2 separate regions of the Rattus norvegicus genome follow, and region 1 is linked to region 2. The links are chromatin contacts, called in public Hi-C maps. All regions are on one chromosome and are shown on one strand. The core of a region is the stretch at or near the end of the contact, and the rest is flanking DNA. Distances in the headings are between cores, read along the strand shown.

Region 1 (2,937 bases), core at 247-2,746, 260 kb after region 2:
CCACACTGTCACACTGTCACTCAGGGGGGCTTACAGTCACTATGGAAACACGTGAAGATGTTTTCAGAAAGGTTTAACAGAGCCAGGAAGACTCACCCCAAATGTGGATGCCACTGTCCCATGGGCTGGGGTCTCAGACTGAGGGGAAAGGAGAGGCCTGACTGTCAACCCCGACCTCTCTAATTTCTGACTGACTATGCAGTGTGACCAGGGGCCTCAGCGTCCTGCTGCTGTGACCTCCTTCCCGAAATGGTTTTTACCCTCAAACTAAAAGCCAAAATAAACCTTCCTTCCTTAAGTTGATTTTGGCAAGGATTTTATTACATCTACCAGAAAAATAACCAATACCAATTTATATAAACCTTGTTTTAAAAAACAGATGAAATATATAATATAGAAATTGAAATATATATATGGAGTTTGACTCCCAGCATACACATGGCAGCTCAAAATTGTTTATAATTCCAGTTCCAGGGGATCCAACATCTTCTTTGAGCTCCAAACCATGGGTTGCACAGCCATACATGTAGGAAGAACATCCATGCATGCATAGTGAAATATATAGAAGGCTAATGTGGCAAACTTGGCAGGTGTTTAATGTTACTAACAGGAATCTATCATTTACTGGGTTAGCCTTTCAGCTTCTGAGTATCTTTGAACACGCTCATACTTAAATTTAATGGTAGAAAACATTAATAAAGAAAAAAATTTCAGGCCCACCTAAGGATGATTTCTCTGTTTCCCAAATCTCTGTAATGTTCCCTCTTGCTCTGTTTACTTTCTGGGCAGTGGTAGCATGAAGCAGCAGCAGGCAAGGCCTGGGCTCTGAGGGGTGTTTTGCTTATAAAAACTTGCATAAATTTTTTTCCTTTATTATTTAAGCTTAGCTCTTCATGGTAATCTTAGGTGTATGTGGACAACGGTTTGTTTTTGTTAATGGAAGAGAGAGGCCCGGGAGGCTAGATGGGACTCAGAGGAGGGCAATTTAGACGCCATGTTGACATGATTAGAGTCTTGAGGTTCCTTCCAACGAGCAAACCAGGGTAGACAATGGCACAGGGTCAGACTTGTCGCCTCATCCTGATAACTTTGCAACCTCAGCTCAGCCTGCAGAGCAGTGCCTACGAGAAAATCTGAGAGTTAGCCCACATTGCATTCTTGCTGCCGAGAAAAGCAGGTTAAGTCTGGCTGGAGAAAAATTAATCCTAAGTCAACTGCTTCTTGAGCTCCAGGCTCTGAGTTCATTTAGCTCAGTTTAAACAGCATGTAAAGATAAGAACAATTCTCTTTCTAGATAACATTTAATCCCTTTTTATGATTTATCATTTATGATTGTCAACAGTAGCCCCCTGTAAACCCACTTCCCCAAACCAGAAAGTTCCTACTGTGTGTGTGTCCATTTCCATCCCTGTGGCGTGCATTCTTCCACTATGGCTGAGATCACACCGTGAGTAGCTCAACAGCTGGCTGGCCGGACTCCTAGTGGATGAATCATGAATCGTTCCTAGGATCCTGTGGAGACTTTCCCACCCCTGATCAGGTTGGCTGCTGTGCAGCTCTCTGAAGAGTAGGCTGCACGATTGGAATAGCAGAGCAAGAGAGAAGCCAAGGATCCTTCATGACACCTGCAGGCTGCAGAATTCATCAAACCTGGAGTCTTTGGACCTCCAGTTTTCTTTTTAATAAATATACTTTCATTTGAAAGTGGGTGGAGTCGGTGTGCGATGAATCGGGACTTGATTTTGCTGACACAGGTATCTGTGAGTTCTCACGAAGGGGAGGGAGGGAGGTCTATACTAGGATCAGATGGAACAATGGAAAATGGAAATATTCAGTTGGTGCTCAAGAAAAGAAGAGTAACCATAGAGGAGCCTTGAGTACCATCCGGGTTGGAAAAGAACTCGGTCCTGTCTCCAAGAGGAACAGGATGGTGGCTGAGGGCCAGCTGGCCTGCTGGTGCCCTTGCCAAGGAGGCTGAAGTTCAGGGCAGTGTTCCAGCAGAAACAGGCGCCTGAACGTGGGTCAGGAAGCCAGGCAGAAGCCAAGGCATGGGGAAGATTGCTTTGCCAGGCCTGTGGGATCCAGCGCAAAAGTTATATAGTGAGAGGCTAATCGGAGGAAGAGGAAGCCCACAGAGAGCCGATAGACTGCCTGTGGAGGTCGGGACTAGGTAGGGAACAAGAGTAAGACTCCTAGGATCCTACAAGACAGAGGCAGAATTGGTTCAGAATGCAGGTGGCTTTCAGATGGGTCTGAGAAATGCAGGAAACATTCTTTTTGGAAGCAGCCTTGGCCCATTTTCCTGGTGTTGTTATAGATCTGTTTTCTTCCTAAACCTTTAAGAGAAGCAGGGCCCCACTCACCACTCTATCTGTATTGCATTATTCCCCCGATACATGATCCTCTGAAAAGGGATCCCTCCTCCCTCCTTCGAGAAATGTTACAAAGTTATTCTGTCTGCTGCGGTCAGTTTGGGTCCTGTGTGGAACACTCCTTGCTTGCAGTGCGATTTCTAATAGTCATCCTCCCCCCCCCCCCCCCCCCCCGTCATCTTTCTTTTCTTTCCTCATTCTGTTACCAAGTCCTTTGCAGGCTGATTCTTCAGACTCTTATAATTGGATAGTCTGAGGAGGTAGCTTCAGAAAGAAGGAAATCTGCTGGGGTCACTGCATTCTCTGGAGACCTCGGAGCTTTAATTGCTCTCTGATTCAGCCAGGAAGCCTGTCTTCCTTTGGACTGTTATGGCTGACGTCATGAATGATTTTTGTCTAGTCAGTGGGCTGAGTTCTGTGGCACCAGAGAGTAGTTAATGATGGTGTCAAATAAAAGAAGAAACTTTGAAGGGTGAAGTTCCTCCGTGGCTGTGCCCCATTCCTTGAGTCTATTAAAGTTCAGTTTCCTTCCCTAGCACCTCAATTCAGTGTGGTGCCTCAGAAA
Region 2 (2,855 bases), core at 154-2,653:
TTTCTAGTATACCTTTCTTCCACCTGAAATCTCCCGCTAGCTTCCTCTGCCTTACAGACTGAAACTCACACTTTCCAGTGTAATATTTACAATTCCATCCCAATTTAGCCTGGCCCACGATGTTCGTCCAGACATACGGCTGTGAGCATTCAGCCACACAAGCATGAACATTTTTCATGACTTTATATCTGAGTATGTTTCTTTTACAGAGGTCTATATTTGTTCCCCTGTCACCTGATGTACATCTACTTAAGTTAAATAACAGCTTTATGGAGATATAACATTCCCAGCTGGTAATCTGTTTCTCTCTTGCTCTTTGCTCTTTTTTTTTTTTCTCCCCAGAACCTAAGGCTTACTATGCAAGCACTTAACCACTGAGCCACCACTGAGCAGTATTCCCAGTCCCATAACTTGGTACCTTAATCTCTCACAGGCTTACTGCTCTCTAACAAAAGAATGACACTATATCCCTAGCCGCATAACTTGGCTCTATTTAACTATGTAGTTCCTTAAATCTCTTACAGGCTCACTGTTCTGAATAGATAAAATCCTCAGGGGATTGTTTAAAACTAAATGTGCTACTTAAAGCTTAAGGAACACACATAAGATTAAACCCTAGCACAATGTTTTCAGTGTCAATATGCTATTATTACTCCAAAGACCAGCTAGCAAGTTACTTTACAGGTTTCCCTGAAACTCCCACGACAGGGGGAATTTAACGTCTCCTTCATTTATTTTCCCCGCAGTACAGCATAATACATCGTATTACATTGCTTGGCTGTCTTCACTACACGATCTACTCTCCAATGCCAAGTGCCTTGAACAACCCATCTTTGTCTCAGGCGGGCACAAATCACCTGATCACATAAGAAATTTAACTACCTGGTGGTGGCACTTTAAAAGTCTAGGCTGACCACCATGATACCCAATAATGTACAACTGATACGAAATAATAACCACAATAAAACCACTCAGAAAATCTGGAGACTGAGCTGTCAAGAGTGGCTGATGGCTGTGACCTCGGACTGCTCACTTAGCATTTCGAATGCCGGACCACCACCGACCCCGCACACTTCGGAGCGAACGGCGAGGAGCGAGCGCCGACGAGACCCCGGAGGCGCGGGGTGGAACGCGGGGATACGCATTCTCTGCGTCCCCGCTCCAGTCACGTCAAGCGCCCATCCCTCCACCAGGGGCCAAATCCTGGCAGGGTGAAGGAATGACTGAATGGGCAGACCTCGGCTCCTCCTCCGCTTCCAGCAGAGGTAGTTAGGTCGCTAACAGGCGAGAGCCACAGTCTTGGCCGAGGCGTCCCCATCAGGACTGACCTGTCCATGGCCGCAGCCGTCTCCACCTAGATAGAACCTTGCAACTTTGATTACAGTCCAGCCACCGCGTTTCAGCCTTCCCGCTCTCCGGAAGCAAACCCTTCGACCCGGAAGCACCGCTCTGGCTAAGCCAGCCCCAAAGAACGAATTTTTCTTATTCGGCGCATGCGCAACTTTCGTCTACTGTCGCAGGTCCAGTGGCGCAGGCGCGGAAGTGTGCCAGTGCGTGACTGCGTGGCTGGGCGGTGTTGCCAGGCAGGAAGGGGGCGGGAACGAGGGCGGAGTCTGAGTGTGGTGAGGAGAGGGAGTTGTGGGCGTGGTCTGGGTGGGGGCGTCCTTCTGGGAAGCCGGAAATCTGTAACCTGGACTGAGGAATTTGTTGTAAAGAGTCTGGCCTCAGCGTTCCGGTTTGCGGTTCTGCGCCACTCTACAGGATCTGGCCTGGCTCGTGGCGCTCGTCTCTTTCCCTAAACTGTGGTGTAGCCTCACTGGACGGGTTTTGAGGTTGTTTCCTATTGTAATTTATTTCTCTTTTACAGTATCAGCCGTTTTTTTAAAAGAAATCCAAAAAGAGCAAAGCATAAAAAAACCACATGGGTTCACGGCCTGTAATACCAACATTTGGGGAAGTTGAGGCAGGAGGATCACCATGATTTTGAAGCAAGCCTGCACTAAGAAAGCCTGACTATTACTATTATTATTATTATTATTATTATTATTATTATTATTATTTTAAATTTTAAAAGTTTTGGGGGTGAGGATACTTACTCATTCCAGCACCTCAGAGTGTTAGGTCTCAGGCCCTCCAAATGTCTAGAAATGAGCTCTAGCTGAACCATAGGATTTCTGGCAGTTAGATAAAAGCCAGCATTACTCAGGACTTTGTGAAACGCGTTTTCCATTGGTCTTCTTAGCTATTGACCTCACAATCCCGACTCTGCACTAATTTCTATGTTCTGTTCTCTCATCTCGATCACAAAACTATCTTGAAGTGCTCTAACAGGCCCAGGCATTGCAGACACAACACCAGCAGGTGTGACCCTCTCCCATAGCCTCTCCCTTGCTAAACCGTTAGATTACATTCCTAAACCTACCCACCAAGGTCTCTTCCCTTATTTGGCCCCTTATGCCTGACTAAAACTCCAAGGTCCAACTATCAAAATCCACTAACTGGCTAATGTGTCCACTCAGGACTTACCAACTCACCCTAACAGAGTCTTTTCTCCTTAAAGACCACTCCTGCAGAGGAACCTGCTGCTTTCTTTGGCAGACCTGGAGGGAACACCTTTTCCTTTGTGCTGAGAATTTGGTGTCCTGGTGTGTTCTGTGCTGACCCCCAGGCTACTTCCTATCTCCTGCTAATGAGACTTTTCCTATCTCTGGCTTCCCCAGCCCTGGCTGTGTCCAGTTTGTTTCTCTTTTCTCTGTTCTGGACACTTCCAGGTGCCTCTGGATCTTTGCGCTCTCACTCACATTAAAACCCTTGTCCCTAATGGAGCAGTCATGGCCGCAGTTTCTTGACTGTGC

Evidence for each region. Hi-C and Micro-C count contacts between places; a contact is called where the count stands out from the background.
Region 1: a Hi-C map of psoas muscle shows a contact between it and region 2, with 1.8 times the contacts expected there. The contact joins the enhancer-like site here to the promoter of Nup107 in region 2. A contact is called at or near these places in 1 of 12 Hi-C or Micro-C datasets (psoas muscle) and 1 of 1 datasets of contacts at active chromatin or transcription factors (oligodendrocytes).

Annotation. Positions count from the first base shown.
Region 1 is chr7:55,545,000-55,547,936 of GRCr8, forward strand. No RefSeq gene overlaps it. Among named protein-coding and RNA genes, the nearest start is that of Mdm1, 79 kb to the right of the region's middle. Within about 2 kb of position 1,497, at least 20 of the 93 cell types and tissues checked have an H3K27ac peak or open chromatin away from gene starts, as enhancers often do.
Region 2 is chr7:55,282,806-55,285,660 of GRCr8, forward strand. Nup107 (nucleoporin 107) reads right to left here and starts at 1,404. Exons shown (of 28, transcript NM_053830.2): 1 at 1,329-1,404. The coding sequence starts at 1,336.